Regions from separate parts of the Mus musculus genome. Here regions 1, 2 and 3 are each linked to region 4. The links are chromatin contacts, called in public HiChIP or PLAC-seq maps. All regions are on one chromosome and are shown on one strand. Each heading gives the region's core, a stretch centred on a gene start, on an enhancer-like site or on the middle of the called end of the contact. The rest is flanking DNA. Distances are from core to core; before and after follow the strand shown. Region 1 holds the start of Fam104a (family with sequence similarity 104, member A). Region 2 holds the start of Cpsf4l (cleavage and polyadenylation specific factor 4-like). Region 3 overlaps Cdc42ep4 (CDC42 effector protein (Rho GTPase binding) 4). Region 4 overlaps Slc39a11 (solute carrier family 39 (metal ion transporter), member 11).

What was found. HiChIP or PLAC-seq counts read pairs in DNA pulled down with a chosen protein or histone mark.
Region 1: a contact with region 4 is called in an H3K4me3 HiChIP or PLAC-seq map of forebrain, with 7 times the contacts expected there. The contact joins the promoter of Fam104a here to the enhancer-like site in region 4. A contact is called at or near these places in 6 of 39 promoter capture datasets (the 3T3-L1 cell line, cranial neural crest, frontonasal cranial neural crest and 3 more), 3 of 15 datasets of contacts at CTCF or cohesin (the NIH/3T3 cell line and large pre-B cells), 6 of 484 Hi-C or Micro-C datasets (the N1E-115 cell line, cortical neurons, embryonic fibroblasts and 3 more), 26 of 115 datasets of contacts at active chromatin or transcription factors (the 230-238 cell line, DN3 thymocytes, the NIH/3T3 cell line and 20 more) and 4 of 9 other capture datasets (adipose tissue, embryonic trunk, liver and 1 more).
Region 2: an HNF4G HiChIP or PLAC-seq map of pancreatic cancer cells shows a contact between it and region 4. The contact joins the promoter of Cpsf4l here to the enhancer-like site in region 4. A contact is called at or near these places in 1 of 39 promoter capture datasets (embryonic stem cells), 4 of 15 datasets of contacts at CTCF or cohesin (the NIH/3T3 cell line, embryonic stem cells and large pre-B cells), 17 of 484 Hi-C or Micro-C datasets (B cells, the G1E-ER4 cell line, the N1E-115 cell line and 10 more) and 3 of 115 datasets of contacts at active chromatin or transcription factors (the SCID.adh cell line, embryonic basal ganglia and pancreatic cancer cells).
Region 3: a contact with region 4 is called in an HNF4G HiChIP or PLAC-seq map of pancreatic cancer cells. The contact joins two enhancer-like sites. A contact is called at or near these places in 2 of 484 Hi-C or Micro-C datasets (the N1E-115 cell line and embryonic fibroblasts) and 4 of 115 datasets of contacts at active chromatin or transcription factors (craniofacial prominence, embryonic hindbrain, embryonic limb bud and 1 more).

The regions. Positions count from the first base shown.
Region 1 is chr11:113,682,754-113,685,735 of GRCm38.p6, reverse strand. It overlaps Fam104a (family with sequence similarity 104, member A), which reads left to right and starts at 1,585. Exons shown (of 3, transcript NM_138598.5): 1 at 1,585-1,874. The coding sequence starts at 1,651. It overlaps D11Wsu47e (DNA segment, Chr 11, Wayne State University 47, expressed), which reads right to left and starts at 1,302. Exons shown (of 5, transcript NM_001361593.1): 1 at 1,025-1,302.
Region 2 is chr11:113,708,053-113,711,055 of GRCm38.p6, reverse strand. It overlaps Cpsf4l (cleavage and polyadenylation specific factor 4-like), which reads left to right and starts at 1,530. Exons shown (of 8, transcript NM_026682.2): 1 at 1,530-1,669; 2 at 2,202-2,252. The coding sequence starts at 1,567.
Region 3 is chr11:113,732,490-113,735,851 of GRCm38.p6, reverse strand. All of the region lies in intron 1 of Cdc42ep4 (CDC42 effector protein (Rho GTPase binding) 4), which reads left to right. Among named protein-coding and RNA genes, the nearest start is that of Cdc42ep4, 18 kb to the left of the region's middle. Within about 2 kb of position 2,096, at least 184 of the 459 cell types and tissues checked have an H3K27ac peak or open chromatin away from gene starts, as enhancers often do. A contact at or near this core is called in embryonic fibroblasts and pancreatic cancer cells, where this site is marked.
Region 4 is chr11:113,290,948-113,294,339 of GRCm38.p6, reverse strand. The region is part of intron 7 of Slc39a11 (solute carrier family 39 (metal ion transporter), member 11); the gene reads left to right. Among named protein-coding and RNA genes, the nearest start is that of Gm51927, 16 kb to the left of the region's middle. Within about 2 kb of position 1,854, at least 102 of the 459 cell types and tissues checked have an H3K27ac peak or open chromatin away from gene starts, as enhancers often do. A contact at or near this core is called in the NIH/3T3 cell line, adipose tissue, cerebellum and 8 more, where this site is marked.

The DNA of each region.
Region 1 (2,982 bases), core at 336-2,835, 390 kb before region 4:
TTTAATACCGTGACTGAAAATACCTCCTGGCCAGTAAATAGATTAAAAAAAATAAAAAACAAACAAACCCCCCAAACCCTGAGTCTGAAACCACTTTACAAGATAAAAATCCATTTGTTTAAAGCAACCATTACTTTATCGTTCATAAAAGGCACACCCAAACTGTTTCCCACCGAGTGCACCATAAGTCTTCTGTTAGTGAGAATGCACTGCCGCACTGAAGGGCACACGACAAAGACAATACATGGGCTTTCCAGTTTTTTTGTTTGTTTTGTTTTGGAGACAGGGTTTCTCTGTGTAGCCCTGGCTGTCCTGGAACTCACTCCGTAGACCAGGCTGGCCTTGACCTCAGAAATCCGCCTGCCTCTGCCTCCCAAGTGTTGGGATTAAAGGCGCGCGCCACCGCCGCCCGGTTGGACTTTCCAGTTTTAACGGTAGACTTTTTTGAGATGATGGGGTCTTACCTGGTAGCCTTGTCTTCCCTGGAACTCTCACTAGGTAGACCAGGATGGCCTTGAACTCACATAGATCAGCTTGCTCTGCCTCCTGAGTAGTGGGATTAAAAGGCGTGCATTACTACGCCAGACTCTACACCCTACACTTTAACAGGGGTTTCGTTTTCCTGCCTGACCTCTTGTCGACTCTCCTAAAGACCCCCATGCTTATGGATCACTGTTCACGTTTGGCAGAAACTCTGAATATCAGTTTGTGTAAGGTGGGGAGCTGATAGTACTGAGTCCTAGACAAAGAACTGGATTATGCTCCTGACAGAGAAAAGGGAATGCGTCTGACAACCAAAGTTAAGACTTCCCCAAGTCTTAGAGTACACGTATTCTGGTGGTGGTGGTGAGATCACATGGGAGACAAGGTCTCAAGTAGCCCAGGCTGGCTTCGAACTTGTTACACAGTCGAGGATGATTCTGACCTCCTGGTCTTGCAGCTTCTCCTCCCAAGAATGGGGATGACAGGTGTGCGCAACTCACGGCGGGCAGGGACCTCGCGATTCGCCACTGATCAAGCTCACCTCGCCAGCCGCGAGGCAGCTCCGTCCACACCGCCGCGTTCCCACGCCTGCCGGTCTCCCCCACACCTCTCGGTCCGGCCTCTTCCAGCAGGTGGGCGTGGCCCTTCCCGGTACGGAACTCCGTTATCCCGTTCGCCTGTTCCGCACTCCTCTCTTGACCTGCAACAAAGGTCGCGGAAAAATAGCCCAGCCCTTAGCTACTCCATGGAACGGGCTCCGCACCGTTCGGAGACGCGAAGTTCCACGCCGCACACTCTTAGAACCCGGAGCCCACCAACACCTTCCCAACCAGAGGACCCCTGAGCCTGTGGCCGTCCGCGTCTGTGCCTGATGGAGCTCGTCTGGTTCTTTTTAAAATTTTCACCTTAGAGAGGCTTAACGCAGAGACAAGTATCAATGATCGTCAAATAATGTAATTTATCTAAAATCTGGCTTGACTTTTACGTCGTGTCCTGTTTTGTTTTTGAACAGGCGGCTGCCCCGGACACCTAAACGGGGGTCCTGGAAGTTCCCGGTCAGTCTTCCCTCTGGGACCCGCCTCTTCCTGCGTGCGCGGTGATGGGAAAGCGCGGCCGGCGTCCCGCCTCCGCGCAGCCGCAGGAGGACAGTACCACGGCGCCTGCGACATGGGGAGGCGCGGAGGCGACACCGGAAGTGGCTGTGGTCCGGGTCGGCCCGAGGGGGACTCAGCGCCCGCAGCAACCACCCGCGCGGCGGCGGTCAGAGCTCAGACCCGTGCGGGTGGGCGTGGCGGGCGCCGGGACACAGCTCCGACTGTTCGCTGTCGGCGCGGGGCGGCGCCGCGTCGCTCGCCTTCACCAGCTGCCATGAGCGAGCGCCTCCGCCCCAGGTGAGGGAAGGGGGGAACCCGCTTTCTCCGCGGCCCCTCGGCCGAGGATGTGCGCTCTGGAGCCGAGGGGCGGACGGAGCCGGCGGGGTGGTGGTGCGAGGCTCTGGGCTGCGCTGCTCTGCGGTCGGAGGAGGCGGAGGGGAGAAGGTGGCGCCGCCTCTGACACTTGGACCCCGTGGGCAGCCAGGGAGGCGACGCTCTGGAATCCAGGGCTGCCCCTTCTCCGTCTTTTCCTTGTTTTCTTCGTCTTCTGCCCTTTCCGCTTCGGAATGAGGTTTGTTCGGCCCGACGAGACGGACGGTGTGGTCCTTCCTAAATTGAGGCGGGCGGTGGTGGTAGGGGGATGGGAGGGATGGCCGATCTGGAAGAGATGGCTCCCTTCGAGCGAGGCGCCTCGGAGAGGGGACGGGATGCTTCGGGGGCGGGGAGCTGCTGGCGCCCCAAGGTCAGGAGAAAGGCGGGGGTTGGGCTTAACCCCTGCAGCTGGGAGGGCTTAGGGCAGACCGCAGCGCTGTGCCCTCCCTCATCTGATGGACCCGGGTGGGTGGTGACCCACTCTCGGTTGTAGCATTAGCAGGCAGGATTCTAAACAGTTTGGATGAGGGGCCAGTTGGCTGGGAGCAGGGAGGTGGCTAACACCACGAGTTACTCTCAACCCTCACTAGGCGGGCGGCCCCTCGGGGCTTTAGGCCCGATCCAGATGAAGTTTCTTTTCTCCTTATTTTCCGTCTGGGAAGAAGTAAGTTGGGACGCCTTACCTCAGAATGAAGAAGGCTGGCTTTATTTCTTACTGGAAAGTCTCCTAATAAGATGCTTGACGATCTATCTACATCTACGCTAAGTTGTACTTTTTCATTTCTCTGGTGGAGAACAGAGAACGGATTTAGAGAGACTCATTTATTTATCTAAGTCTATTCAGGCTCGCGGCTCTTTATTCCGTAGTCGTCTCAGGCTTAAAGAAGGTGGATCGTAGGCTTGCTTTTTTATTTTCTCTCATAAATGATTTTACTTATTTTATTTTATGTGTATGAGTGGTTTGCCTGTGTATATGTATGTACATCACGACGTGCGTGTCTAGTGTCAACGTAGACTCAGAGGAGGGCTGGGA
Region 2 (3,003 bases), core at 281-2,780, 420 kb before region 4:
GCCCTCATCCCTCCATCCAACCCGTATTCTGTCCAGTGTTGTTTCTGCCCCATAGCCTGAGTGTCCCTCCAGCCCCCCAAGCCCCCACCCATGGCAGTGACCTCCAGGACGTGGCTCTGCAGTGTGCCCTTGAGCTTTCCGCACCTTGGTTGCCCCCTCTGCCTTCTCTAGCAGACCCATGGGACTCTCAAATAATCCCAAGGTGACAGACCAAGGACCTAATCAATACCTAAGGATAGGGTCAAGAGATGCAAGAGCCTCTTCCCCAGGGACCCTTGATCTCCAGCCCTAGACAGCCATTCTGCCTACAGTCCCGGGTACAGGGTGATCCCAGGCTACTCTTACTCCAGCCCCACCCAGCTCCAAGGCCATTCCCAGCGCGGATCTATCTCTCCAGCTGCTGTCTTTTCAGATCTGGAGTTCAAAAGAACAACAGATCTAGGCATAACAGCCGCAGGAAACAAAGCTGGCAGGCTGGATCCTGTCGGCTCAGCCACAGGCCTGCAGCGCCAAGCTTACCTCTCCCCGCTGGGTCCCGGGGAGGAGATGTCTCTAGTTCTAGTTCCTAGGGCCTAAAAAGCCCACATGTCCTGGTAACAGTGGCTCCTGGAGAGGCCAGGCCACTTCAGGACCCAGGAGGGGGAAGGAAATAGCCTGGTTTAATTAGAGCTTTAAAAATGCTCCTAAGAAAGCCGATTCTGAGGTCCTCAGCCCTTCAGGGCAGGGTTGGCCTAATAATAATAAAACAACATTTGCATGGATATTTCATTTACAAAGCATTTTCTCCGGGTAAGGGAGGCTCTGGGGTGGCCCAGTGGATTCCTCGCTGGGAGGTCACCCCCAGCCTTGGGTCGGTTCCACCTCCTTCGGAGCTTACCATTGTGATTGCCTGCGGGGTAAACAAAGGGCCCTTCATGGAACTGTTTCCGATGCTTCTGGCCTGCATTCCTTTTGTCCCCCCCCACCCCCCTTCCAGGAAGAGCACGCTTGGGGTTTGTCATTCCGTCTAGAAAAGAGGCTCAGAGGGCCTGGTGGGAGGGAGAGTGGCTGGGACCTAGTGGAGGAACCTTTCCTCTGTCCCACACACCCTCTGACTACCCCCATCCCACTCCACCCAACACCTGGGCATCGCTGTATGCAGTAGGTTCGCATCAATGGGTAGTTATATCCCCACACATACAATGGGACACTGGTTTGGCAACGGCTCTGTTCTGTGATCGGCAGAGATAAGCAGGTGTGAGTCTTTGCCAATCCCTTCCCCAGCTGAGGATGGGGGTTGTGTGAACAGTGTGGGGGTGTGGGGCCCTGGAAGGCCTGCACCTGCATGGGTGGGTGGGAGGGCTGAGGCAGCCGAGGAGCCTCTGGGGGTACACTCAGCCAGAAAGTCACGTGCAGTCACCTGGCCCCTTGAAGGAAGAGGTGACCTGAGAGGGTGAGAAAGAGGGGCCAGCATCAGATAGGGCCTGGCCCCGTTAATTAGGATTAGGTGCGGATGGGCTATATAGGAGCCACCTGCGGGGGTTCTGGCATCTTGGCTCTTTCTGCTTTTCCGGCGGGAGACGGAAGATGGAGGAGGTCATTGCCGGGCTGCAAGGGTTCACGTTCGCCTTTGAGCTGGATGTGGAATCGCAGAAGGGCACTGGGCTACTGCCTTTCCAGGGCATGGACAGTGAGTGGCGATGCCTGTGTCCCCTGCTCAGGTCCTGGAGGTGCTGTGCGTCTCTCCCACACAGCTTCTGGGTATTCACTGCCCGGGATAGAAAGGCAGACTTCCGAGCTGCCAGAGCTCCCTGGGTGCCCCCGAAACCTTCCACCTCCTGCCTCAGAGGTGGGCTGAGTTTAAGTGGAATTTAGAGACTGGTTCTGGGCGGTGGGGGAAGGGTTTCGGAAGAGGGTACCCCGTTGACTCAGCCTCCACAGACGGAGACAAATGAGAACTGGTTTTGATGGTGGACTGGGGCCGCCAAGGGGCTGAGAGGCAGGCGGGAGGATTGTGGCGGTTCTGTCCAACCTGAACTACAGGGCGAGACAGTTGCATAAACAGACGGGCAAAGGAACAGGTAAACAACAAAACTCCAAAGCCCAGCCAGAGAGAGTAGTCGGGGCCCACGCAGCTCCAAGCCCGGAGGCTTAGGTGGGACTTGCCGCAAGGCTCCAGCTCTGGGAACGCCACCTTCTCCTCCGGTTTCTTTCTCCTCCAGAGTCCAGTTCAGCTGTGTGCAACTTCTTCGCTAAAGGGCTCTGTGTGAAAGGTGAGTGAGTCAGGCCTGGGCTGGGCCGGGACAGGAACGGCTGTGGGGACCATGCTGGGTTCAGCTGGGGACTAGGACGTAGTGTGAGCTTGGCTCCTGGACTAGATAGGATCCAGCCTCTGTCATGAGCAAGAAGGTAGCCAGCCATGTGTAGTTGGTACCACAGAAGTTGTGTTTTATTATGCTGAGGGTCACCACACAAGGCTCACACTCTCAATTCCTAACTACGGTCATATTATTATCTGCTCAAGGCTGCTCACCTGTGCGACGACATACCTTAGCTAGTTTATGACAGAAGTCTCTGATTTGAACCCCACCCTGGCTACTGGTCTTCTTTTCTGGATTGGAGGTCACTTTGAGGTTCCTCCAATAGCAACATACAGTGGTCTACATACCTAACCCCTAACAGTAGTGTTTCTAATTCACCCTGAAGCCCGGCTATGGACTCAGGTGAAGAGAGTCTTAAGGGGCCTGCCGTGGAGAGCCTTAATATTCGGTTCCTATAAGTCAGGAGGCTGGGGGTGGGGCAGAGAGGACCTGGAGCCCTTTCGGGATGATTGCATGAGAAGAAGAGGAGCTCACTGGCCATCCAGGCCCCGGGAAACCAGAACCTTCGAGGTCCATTACAGAGTGAGTGAGCCACAGCTCAAAGAGAAAGCTGCTACTGAGGAAAGCCAGAGCCCAAGGAATGGCCAGCCAGGAGTGTGTGTGTGTGTGTGTGTGTGTGTGTGAGACAGAGAGACAGACAGAC
Region 3 (3,362 bases), core at 847-3,346, 440 kb before region 4:
TGTCTCTGGCTTTTATGTGTTGGAATTGTGGCTGTTCAGGCCAGAGGGTATCTTAAACCAGTACATCCCAAGTTCCTTGTATAAACAGCAGACTCTCAGCTATACCAGAGTTGCCTGCATCTCTAATCCCAGCACACACCCCTTAGAACTCCTCCTCCTCCTAACACAGTGTCAAAGCTGCTGTAGCTCTGCTGTCCCTCAGCTGTCCCTCTGCTGCCCTTAGCACCCCACAACTTTTTAAAAGTTTCATAAAGGCTAGTGACTGTTCCAGAAAATACCAGATCTTTCTCTACTGTCAAAAGGCGGAGCGCTAGCTTCTCTGGGAGAGATGTGGCCTGCGGCAGGCTGGTTTTCCTGTCCTGATGTAAAAAGTGTTAACACTGGACACTTGGACGAAGTTAAGTTCTGCCTAGGGGCAGGTACAGTGCCGGCCCTGTGGAGAGAGGTATGTGTGTGTGACTCAGCTCTGGGACAGGATCCCTGGAGTCCCCATGGAGGCTGCCCTTTGATCTGCCACTGGGGACATCTCCACTCCTATTGGCCACAACTCTGAAACACTCCCAGGATGTCTTCCCCTGTGTCCTCCCCAGCCACACTCAGGTCTTGCCTCCTCCTGGCTGCAAACTCCAGAAAATAATAACCTTACTGAGTTTCTGTCTCCCCTCCCCCATGGCTTCCAGGTTAGCCGCCACTAGGAACTTCCCAAGGTTGTTGGTTTACATTACACACACACACACACACACACACACACACACACACACACACACACTCACTCACTCACCTGGCTTGTCCTCTGAGCATGTGGATTTTTGGTTCTGTCCCTTAAATACTACAAGCATGTTCCCACCCCAGAAATGTTGTGCGTTTCCTGTGAGCCAGGGTTTGACACAGCTGCCTTCTGGTTGCTCGTGGCTCCGTTCACAGTGCCCCTTCCTCAGAAGACCCTCCTCCAGGACCCCCACTTCCACTCTCGCTCCCATCACCTGGTTCCCTCTTTACACCGCACTCCCACCCCGCCTTACCCCCAACTCGCTGTCAGCTGTACCTTGGGAGTGGTAATGTTCTGTTTTCACGGCCTAGAATACGGTCATCCTTCAGTATTCATGGTGATTGCTCTCTGCGACCCTTCAGATACCCGAATCCCAGATGTTCGTCCCTGAGTCCTTTGTCTAAAATTGCATGCTTTGCATATAAGGTTATATATGCAACGTGTCTTCCTGTGTCCTTCAAGTAGGCTCTGGGTTCCTTGTATACACAACACCGTGTGAAAGGTTGATAGGCAGAGCTGAGCTATCTTGCTTATAAAAAATCATAAGGAAGATATCTATGCATGTTTTGTAGAGCTGTTGAATTCCCACCTGCAGAAGGCTTTCTAACTACGACTGGCTGAATCTTCCGGGGTAGAAGGAACTCTTGCAAGCACAGAGGGTGGGCTGGCTCTATGTGGATACTGTGGGGCTCTACAATATCACAGCAACTGAATGAGTGAGTGAAGGGTAAACAAAACCGCTTACAACCAGTCTGAACTAGTGGCCAAAGTTTCTGTGTATCCAATGCCTTCTTCTGTCCAGCCACATTGCCTAGTGCTGATCTCAAGAACCAGGGAAGTGTGGCTGGGTGTGGCTGCCCTTGGCAGTGGTCGATGAAGCATACGTAACTCTGTATACTGACTGGGGTGAGCCTCCGGTCAGCTGCAGAGCGAGAGGCCTGGCTGGCTGGCTGGCTGGCTGGCTCTCTCAGGAGAGTGTACCTCTGGCTCCCACCTAAGGCTGAGATGCCAGGGACAGGCCACTGGGCATTTGGAGTGGGATACATTGATGTAGTCTAACCTGTTTGTCAGTCTGCTGGCCAATCTGGGAAGGTATTGTTCACTGTTCATCTTGCCAGGGAGGGTGGTGACAGGCCCAGAGTCTTGACTGTGTGTGGGGTTGGTGGCAGGGCTTGTTGACAATGCCTTATGGGAAGGTGCCGGTGCCCTCCACCTTGCAAGCTGCTGACCCAGGAAAGTGGGATGTGGCCTCTGGAGTGGGATATCCACCTGGCCTCATGAGGCAGCCTGTTTTAGGCACTTCCCCCAGGGGTGACTCATAGTGTTTAGCAACACTCCTCCCAAAGCCACAGCCCCTGTGGTCAGATCCTTTCAGCAGTGAGCTGGAGGCCTCCCAATGCCAGCTCCTGGCAGGCTCAGCTTCCACCTAGATACAAGACCCTCACTCTCTGCTTCCCCTAAGGACCCTGACCATCTCCTCCGTCCCTTTAACCCTTGTCCGTTAGAAGCTTAGGTGACTCACTGTTGCTTGGGCCCTTGACGCTAACAACCTCAAACAAGTTTCTGGCTGAGTTTTCATTGACCTTGCAGCTTACTGTGTGCTGTGTCACAGGCATGCAAACTCTGAGACCCCAGATGAGGCCTCGGCTCACCCAGCCTTATGGGTGGTGGGAGAACTGGGGACGCTATCTAAGCTCTCTTGCTAGATATTGGAAATTGCTAATCACAAGCCGTGCAGCCCATACCCAGCCTCAGGAGCAAGATCACAGGAAACGGGTGGCATTGTGTAGACCTGTCACCGTTCTTCAGGAGGCAGAGGAGAAGGGGCACGAGGTCTAGCCTAGGATGATATTCGGTTATGTGGAGTGCCACAGTGATTGTCACTGCGTGTCATTTCTATCCCTATTTTTTTTTTTAATATCTCTACGGGCAAAGTAGTGCTAGGATTGGGGGTTGCTAACAGGGTGACGATGGATTCACCATTCCTTCTAACTGTCATGGACTGGGTCCTTGGTCCATCTGGGTGGCCAGGGGCACACTTCTGGAGAATCCTGGGCTGCTGTGGTTCCTCTTTTCTTTATAATGAGCACTTCAGATGGAAAACCACAGTATGGGCGAGCTTCCGAGGTCTTGAGGGGGATTCCTGGACTTACTGAGAAGCCTTTTCACAAGTCAGTATGATCTTGGGCTCCCCTCTGGCCTCTGCGTGCTCATGTCCCTGTTTCCTGTTTCGGGTGATCTTACATAGGAAAGCATTTCTCAGATTTGCCTCCCAGAGAATATGGAGAATGTGTGCCCTGGCCGTCTGGGATGCTGTGAGTGGAGGGTGTGGGGAATGGATGCTGTTAATGTCTAACAACAGAGGCCAGGGATGCCAACACGACCCATAGTTGAAAACTGCTTTGACTGGCCCCGAGCATCCTCAGGCCATGCTAGAATAACACGACTGTTTTTAGAATATGGAAGGCTCCCTCCTCCTCAGGGTAGGGAGGGCACTCCATAGAGGCAGTGAGCAGCGCTCTAGTAAAGGACCCAGAATCAGAAGAAAGCCTCAGAGGTGCCCACCCTGGGCTGGCACGGCTCACTGGGGTGT
Region 4 (3,392 bases), core at 605-3,104:
CCTTCCACGTGGAGACCTTGTGTCTGGACACAGGACACCTTGTATCCCATCTTTGCCTTCCAGCCTTTTGTGTGAGAGAAGATGATATACTCACTTTGCAGATGTAAAATGTAGGTTGGACTGCTCAGGGCAGATGTAGGTTTTGACCCCAAACAGCCCAACTACGGAGCCTGTGCCTCTAACCACTACCCTTCTTTGCCTTTCAAGATAACACATCTGTTGTAACCTAAAGACTTAGAAAGAGTCCTCCAAAGTGGTAGGGAACTGGGGTCAGCTTCCGTGGGGGCAGTATGTCAACCCCCATCATGAGTACTTTGGATGTCCTCTGTTGAAATCCCGGCTCAACTGTCAAGAGCATCTTCTATCTCCCTGGGGAGGCCGGGAGACAACAATGTACAAAAATCACGTCAGTGAGAATCAGTCTACGCGGCCAGTCCTACAGGAAGCAGATGCTAATGTTGAGGAAGGCTTTGAGTGTGTCTATAGGTGCTTGCCGCTATGGTGAGAACCATAGCCCTTAATGGCTCCCCTGAGTGGTGGGTAAGGAAGAATATACAGAACAGAGGGAGGAAGAGGAGGTGAAAGGAGGAAGGGAAGGATAGAGAAAGGGAGGAAGGGAGTGGGAGCAAGGGAAGGGACACCCCAGAGAGGTGGGACCAAGATGATCTGGTGGCACCTAAGTCGTGAACTGCTTGCCTGGACCCACCTAGTGGGAGAGGTGGACAGATGGGCAAGGTCACTGAGAAAGACAGAGATACAGAGCAGGGGTCACTTGTCCTAGAAAGTTCCAGAATGGAGGTGATTGGGGGTGGGGGTGATGTCTTAACTGCCAGCGCTGCGGAGGTTCTTCCATGGCAGTGGGCCCTGCCTCATTCAGTTATTGGACTTATTGGACTAGAATGGGTCCCAAGTCCTCTATGACTGGGAATGCTTATGAGATAAGCGGGGTGGGGAGGATTGAGGAGGTTAGAGAGACACAATGGGGGTTTGTAGCGATACAGGCACACTGGGGGGAAGACACCCCTGTGACAGTGTGACAGAGTTTGAGCTGATACAGATACAAATAAAAGCCTTCCCGGAATGTTCAGGTGCCACCCGGAGCTGGAACAGGCAGGAAGGATCCTCCCTAGAGCTACCGAAGAGCCTGGCCCCGCTGACACCTTGACTATGGACTTTTGGCCACAGGAACCCTGAGAAGTCTCTGCTCCAATAGCCCCAAGGAACTCACGGGGAGAGTCTGCCCAGGCAGCAGCTCAGGCCTCCCTGACCTGGTCCTTGCTTAGCTTTCTAAACCACTTCCTACTACAGAGCCTGGAATTCACGTCGTAATCCATGTCCCATCCACGGCCACGCATCAGCTCCCCTTGACCTTTGGCAGTTTTGCTAGGAGGAGGAGGAGGAGGAGGAGGAGGAGAAGGAGGAGGAGGAGGAGGAGGAGGTGGAGGAGGAGGAGGAGGAAGAGGAGGAGGAGGAGGAGAAGGAGGAGGAGGAGGAGGAGGAAGAGGAGGTGGAGGAGGAAGAAGAGGAGGAGGAAGAGGAGGAGGAGGAAGAGGAGGAGGAGGAGGAGGAGAAGGAGGAGGAAGAGGAGGAGGAGGTTAAAATTTGGGAGGCCAGTCCTTCTCCTCCAGATCTCCCTCAGTTCAGTTTGAACCAGACGGCAGCAAAGCAGCCGGTGTTCTACCTCCTTCAGCAACCTTCAGAGTGGGGCCCATGGGAGAGTCAGGGCTGTCCCGTGTTGGAGCTATTAAATTGTCATAAGAAAGAGGCCTTTGTCGCAGGGACACAGCCCTCAGCCCAGTCACAGAGACAGATTGTGCCAGAAAACAAATAACAGAAGAAAGAAAAAAAAAAAAGTTCAACCACAGCATTCTTTGCAACTTCAGTCACTTGCCTCCTGTCTGTCCTTAAAGGACGAAGTTCCTTTCATCATCCTGATTCCTACCGAGAGGTTATTGGCTTTTAATTCCACCCAGAACCCAGAGCCCTGTGGAGACCCTTGCCCAGACCATCTGCACGGCCTGCTGCCTGCTTTGGCAGCCATGACCACGGGCCTGCGGGAGGGGAGACAGAGGTCCCTCAGGCCTGGACAGGCGCTCAGAAGAACCAAGGCTGCAGCTGGAGTTTTCAGTCAATAGGGGTCAGCAGGACTAAGTTCTGAACACCTCAACCCACAAACCTGTGTTCAAATCCCAACTAGTATCTGCAGCCCAGGTCTGGGGGGCAAAGGGCACTCTGGACCCACGTGACCAGGGAGCCCCTGACTCCACCCCCATCCAGCCCCAAATCTTCTCAGAATATTTCCCACAAAACCCTTAGCCCTGGTAGCCAGCCCGGGCCACACAGCTGTGCTTGGGACTTCCCAGTGGAGACTTTGCAGGCAGTTCTGGCAGCCGGGCTGCCTTAGCTGGATCTTGTTGTCCTCAAGGAGACTAAGAAGGCCTGGCCTCTGGGGAGTGAGGCCCACATCCTGCCTGTGAAGATGGGCGCACTCCTAAGAAGGCTTTGGGTTGTGGTGCTAGGCCGGCGCTCTGCCTAGCTCCGATGTCTCCTCAACCTCTTTGTGATAGGACTTCACTGTGCAGCCCTGCCTGGCTCCAAACCCGAGACACTCTTGTCTCTATCGCTCAAGAGTGCTGAAGTCACAGGCTTGTGCCAGCACACCGGCAAGGGTGATTTTAAGAAACAATACAACACCGTAACCCAACAAGATGTGGCCGTGAATATGGCTCAGTCGGTAGAGCCCTAATGCAGCCTGCTCCAAGCCTTGGGTTCGATTCCCAGCATGTCACCAACTGGTCATGGTGGCACATGCAAGGTCTTCCTGAACCTCAGATAAGCCTGAGGCCATGCTGGAATAAATGAGACCCCCGCCTGCCTACAGATAAATGAGGCTGTAAAGAAGGTATATCCATATTGGAAGAGACTACAGTGTGAATGTGGGGGAGGGGGAGGGGCTACCCTGTCCTTCTCCAAGTCCCCAAATCCAGGCTCTAGCCCTGACGTGGTGCATAGCACGTCAGGGTCGGGGGGAGGGGGGCGGCCTCAGCTGTTCCCATGAGCTCCTGGTATACCACATAGGGTGAGAGCCAGGTTTCCAGAAGGAAGGCAGGCAAAGAGGGGCTCACGGAGCCCAGCCTCTGCGCCCTCTGCCCTTCTGCAGGGGCGAGTTCTCCCAGATCTTCTGTATCTGAGCACACGGCCTCTGCAAAGCTCGGGAAGTCAGCTGAGGTGGATGGCTGGGGTGTGTCCAAAGGTCGGGAGTGCAGGATCCAGTGCGGAGCGACGTGCAAGTGCCCTGTTCCAACGGCAAGAAAATGACTTTTCTTCTTCCCTCTGTGGTAGTTCCCTCAGCTTGTGATGCTGTGCACGCGCGCCTGTGGTGTGCATGGTCA